Regions from separate parts of the Gossypium arboreum genome. Here region 2 is linked to region 1. Evidence: chromatin contacts called from public Hi-C data. All regions are on one chromosome and are shown on one strand. The core of a region is the stretch at or near the end of the contact, and the rest is flanking DNA. Distances in the headings are between cores, read along the strand shown. Region 1 holds the start of LOC108487194 (40S ribosomal protein S15a-1). Region 2 holds the start of LOC108487313.

The links. A called contact is a pair of places that touch in the nucleus more often than the background predicts.
Region 2: a contact with region 1 is called in a Hi-C map of leaf, with 5 times the contacts expected there. The contact joins the promoter of LOC108487313 here to the promoter of LOC108487194 in region 1. A contact is called at or near these places in 2 of 5 Hi-C or Micro-C datasets (both in leaf).

What each region holds. Positions count from the first base shown.
Region 1 is chr10:119,660,261-119,662,964 of ASM2569848v2, forward strand. LOC108487194 (40S ribosomal protein S15a-1) reads right to left here and starts at 1,361. Exons shown (of 4, transcript XM_017791466.2): 1 at 1,204-1,361; 2 at 119-269; 3 at 1-46. The coding sequence starts at 251. It overlaps LOC108489593, which reads right to left. Exons shown (of 3, transcript XM_017794246.2): 2 at 2,337-2,448; 3 at 1,778-2,194. The coding sequence ends at 1,938.
Region 2 is chr10:119,835,745-119,838,444 of ASM2569848v2, forward strand. It overlaps LOC108487313, which reads left to right and starts at 1,281. Exons shown (of 5, transcript XM_017791622.2): 1 at 1,281-1,934; 2 at 2,100-2,221; 3 at 2,377-2,417; 4 at 2,505-2,603. The coding sequence starts at 1,409.

The sequences.
Region 1 (2,704 bases), core at 111-2,610:
TTACCAGATCTGTGATCATCAACGTACTCAAACTCTCCAATGTAACCTGCAATCCCAATGTTAGCATATCGATGGAACAAATATAAGGGTAGAGATTAGATTGAATGTTGAAACAAACCGTGCTTCTGCATGACCAAAAGGAACTTGATGATCACTTTTGAGGATGGCCTGATCATGACCTGCCGTTTGCCCCTCTTTTCTGCATTGTACATGCTCTTCAGTGCATCATTCAAAACGCTGACCCTCACCATCCTTCTAAATACAAGCTGCTGCTGATTTTGAATCAAATGAAGCAAGTATTTATAGTTTCTTTTAGTCTTTAGAAACTCAGTAAAACAACTTGAACATATCATTCTTCTAAACATCATTTTCCTATAATAACAACAGTATTTCCAGTGATCCAATATCTTATTCAAATGAAGAACCGACAAACCATCTTCTAATCCAAACTTACACAGTGATAGAGGCAAGTGGAGGAAAATGGGCAACAACCCTAAACCAAAACGACCCAACTCAGAAATGATTTGACTAAGGGTGAGTTCGGATGGGCGGTGCGTTTAACTGCGGTTAGTATAAAAATAGTAGTGGCGGTGAGATTAAATACTGTAGCGATACTGTAGCGTGAGATAAAAAATAAACTAAACGCACCGTACCGCACCGTCGCCCCAAACTCACCCTAAGTAAACAGAAATGACCCTATCCTGAAGTGAACAGAACCCACATTGACCTCACTGGACCCAAAATCCCGAGAATCTTAAAACCCAAAACTACCTAAACCTAAAATGATCCACCCAAAATAAACCGAGAGTTTTAAAACGCGACCCAAAACCAACCCGAGCCGCATTGAAAGTTTGACGGGTCTAGTTCCAACCAATAAACCCATCTTCTAATCTAAGCTTACGTAGTATTAGAAACAAGCGAAGTAAAATAGGTTAAGGGCACCAAAAACTTTGTACCAAACGAAACAATAGATTCTTAACTTGCCCAGAGAACCCAAAATCCTTTCAGTTCCATATTATGTAAAAGGATTGAAACATTAACGACGTAAAAAAAACGAAGATAAGTAAGGTCTAAACCCTAATCGAATAGGTAAAATAGATCTTGCTATCTATATTCCATGACAGAACTGATACTCAAGAGGATAAAAAAACAGCCCCAAGATCTTAAATCATGGAAAGAAAAGAGTGTGAAAGTGTCGCTTACCTGAAACCAAAATCCGGCGGCCTCGTTTTGGTTAGTTTGAAAGAGTGCCCAATGAAAATGGCAGAGAGCTCGGCCGAGTGCTAGGTTTTCGGATTTAAATTTAATTTTCAGTTTTATGGGCTTGGGATTTACGTCGGCCTTTGATATACGAAGGCCCAAAATATAGCACTCAATTCTACTGTTTTTCTGTGTATATATAATTTTGATTTAATTTAAATTTTTAAGATTATTAATAATATTAATGATATTGATATGAAAATAATTCGAGGAAGACTTAAACATAAATACGACCTAATTTAACAATTTTTTTTAAATTTAAAATTTAAAAGAGAAATATTTATAAAATCATAAAAAATTGAACCAGTGGGTATAATTTAAACCTATTTAAAATTAATTTAATAATTAAAATATATAAAGGTATAACTCATTTATAAACTTGGCCACCAAGAAATCCGGAAGGACGTCATGATATGAAGTCAATCAATGCTAAATTAAAATCAATATTATATTTTAAGAAATTAATAATAACTTAGTTCAAACCCCAAAGAGTAAGATCATACCAGAGGGCTCAAAATTTCCTGTAATTCCTCACCTTTTTCAGATCTGGGCGAAAATTTTCTTTTTTGGGTATGATATTAAGTTATAATAATACACAATGTACATTCCAATTCAATTAAAAAAAGCTTTACATTATTACACTACTCTTGTCCTCCCGATGATGCCAAAATCAAATATTAGCTCATTACCGGCACCTCATCCACAAAAAATTCACCAACTGCACCTTCTGAGGATTCACCAATGCTAGCGGCTTCAGCAATTCTAAGTGCCATCACGGCTTTGTATGTAGCCATATCCGCATTTTGAAGTAGCATCTGTGCCTGTTGGCGTTTCAGGATGGCCGATTCAACCGCTCTGGTTGCTGCAGCTCTAGCTTCTTCGACTCTAACCATCACAATCTCTTCTTCCACCGCATCATGTTGGGCTGCCATCGCTGCACATACCACAAAACAAGAAACAAGGTTCTATTAACACTTACATATTCACACAAAACATGAAAAACCATTCACACATTAAAATCAGATCAGAGCCTGTATAGTTGAGCATGACTGCTATGGTCAGACAATATAATATACCTTGCAACAAACTCGGTAGCTTGCCTCTCCCATGGCTAGCTTGACGCTTAAATGACCTCCTTTTACGTAGAAGAGGCTGTGGAACTACGGGAGCCTTCTTGACCTGATGACCCTGTTACAATCCAACATTCATTTTGATCATATATCTACCAAAACACCAGAAAGAAGAGGTAGGAGACTGAACAGTAATGAAGGAAGGGATGCATATTTCAAATTTCAAGATATGCCAGGGAACAAAATGGTATATAGCATGATAAGTTGATGACAATACTTCGTTTCCAATCACTTAAAACGATATCTTCCCATTGCAGCCGAAAAGAAATTCCAAATTCTCAACAAATAGAAAACAGAATATAAAACAAAGTTCA
Region 2 (2,700 bases), core at 31-2,530, 180 kb after region 1:
AGAAAAAGTCACCATGTGTTAAGCAAATGGCCCATGTCTACACTATTAAGGATTTTTCTTTTTTTGTATTTTCTAAATCTGCTTTACAATTTTTGTTTGGGGTTATTCCTTTTAATAATATTACTTTTAAAGTTTAAATCAACGTCTCCACTTAAAATTATAACGTGTATTATGTTGCATGCAACGTTTATTAGTATTAAAACTATTTTTTAATTTCAGTGTATGTTATAATATACAAATTCAATAAATTAGTAGTAAATAGTAATATAAATAAGTAAAATATTTTCTCTTTAGATATTTGATAGTATTCGTTAAGGAGTGTCTTAAAATAATATTTGAAAATATTATAATATTTTTACAAAATACAAAATAATTAGTAATTAATAATATAAATTTAATAATATTAAATATAAGTCCAATAATATAATTTTAAAAATATTTTACATGTAATTACTTAATAAAATCATTTTTAGTATGGATATATATATGAAAAAACTATTTAGTTTTACTTACATTTATTTTATATTTAATAAAATTTAATAGTTTAAAAAAGAATGTATTAAAAATTATAACCCAAATATTTTAATTAATCAAATGCTTTATAAATGCATGAAAACTTAAATATTATAAAAAACCCAAAAAAATATTTAATTTAGTTTAAGATTTAAAAATAGCTTGGCTCACCTACCTCCAATTATAAGAAGATGAAATAAAATAATGCATTTTAGTGGGTTAACCTACCAAAATATTCTTAAATTAATTTTATAAGTTGATTTAAATAAAATAAAATTTTAATTATTAAATAAGAAGAAGAGGAGTCCAATGTCGAAAGCAAAACCATTTTCACCTACCTATTATATATAAAAAGGTGAAATAAAATAATGGGTCACATTAAGGAAACCTATCCAAATATCTTATATTTCTTAAAATGGGTAATTTACTAAAATAGTCTTGATTATATCCCACGTGTATGGTGAGAAATTGCAGTTCCACGGAAAGTCTTTAACACCAGACCTTATTGTATCATTTCCCTAACTTTCCAGCGAATGAAGTGACGCGACCCTAATATTTTGTTTGACTAAACAGGTATTTTGTTTCAGTTTTCTATAACCCAATTGATTAATTTACTTTTATACCCTTATATAAAACACCTGATTTATATTTAAATGGTTATATTTGTCATTTACTATTTTAGAAATTTGAAAATCTAAAAATTAAATATTTTATTGTTATTTTTGTGGTGGACCCAGTATCTTTTCTCCTTTTTCTCTATCTCGCCGTCAAAGTGAAAAGGCAAAAAAATCAGGAAAATTTTTATTTACATATAAATAGAGAGCTGAAATGTATGTAAATGGTGTGTAGGTTATACAGTGTATCTTAATCGGCGTTCGTTAGTATCAGTCCGGTGATGCTTGGTGTATTGTGCACACGACCTCCCAAGCCTTGGATCCTCAACTCCCTATCTCTGATCGCCCACGGTGGTTCAGCGGCTCACCATCACGAAAATCGTTTATTGCACTGGCCTTCACATTTCGCCGATTTATCTGCCGATAATCGGCGCTGCCGGCACCATTCAACGGCTTGTCGGCTTGGTGGCGGCTCAGAGGGTGGTGCAGCTTCTATATGGCATGCGATTTTGCCATGCGGAGGAGACAGAGGAGTGAAGAATAGAGGAGATGTGTGGAAGAATGTGGAGAGGAAAGGGGAAGGTTCCTGGAATGTGTCGTGGGATGCCAGACCGGCTCGGTGGCTTCGACCGGATTCTGCTTGGCTTCTGTTTGGAGTCTGCGCTTGCCTTGCGCCGATGCCGATGGATGAATTTGATGACGTTAACCTCGATGCTGATAATAAAACCGATGCTTCTTTAAATTCAGATGAAAAGAGTAGTAATCATTTGTCTTCAGTTGCTGCCGCTGATAATTTCAAGGTTACAGGTTAGTTGTAATTAATTAACTAATTTTAATTGCTGCCAATTAGTTTTTAATATAAAAAATGAATGAATTTGAATGTATATTTGATATACAGGGATTTTAGCGCAGGGCGATACTCAGTTTTCAATATTAAAAAATGAATTTGAATTTATATTTGATATGCTGCAGGGATTTTAGCGGATGGACGATGTCTGTTCAGAGCAATAGCTCATGGAGCTTGTTTGAGGTCTGGAGAAGAAGCTCCTGATGAAAACCGTCAAAGAGAACTTGCTGATGAATTGAGAGCTCAGGTAATTACGAGGAGGTTTATTTATTTATTTATTTGTTTATTTGTTTATTTTTTTAAGTATTTGATCAAGATACACTATTTTATGTATAAAATTTCGTTTCTGAATCTACAAATGGTAATAGGAGTTTTTCCCTTTTTATATGTTTAATCATGTAGGTTGTGAATGAGCTTTTGAAGAGGCGTGAAGAAACAGAATGGTAAAGCTTTGTCTTTATATTGGAATGCCATTCACTTTGATGGAATTTTTAATAAGCATAGGGCTTCATATGATATGATAACTGCAGGTATATTGAGGGAGATTTTGATGCTTATGTAAAGGAAATTCAGCAGCCTTATGTTTGGGGTGGAGAGCCTGAATTATTGATGGCTTCTCATGTTTTGAAGTGAGTTTCTATTTCTTTTAAAAATTTGACTATGAATTGTTTTGTAATGCACTTTTTGTCGGAGCTCTTCACTTCCTACCTCATTTTACTATAATCT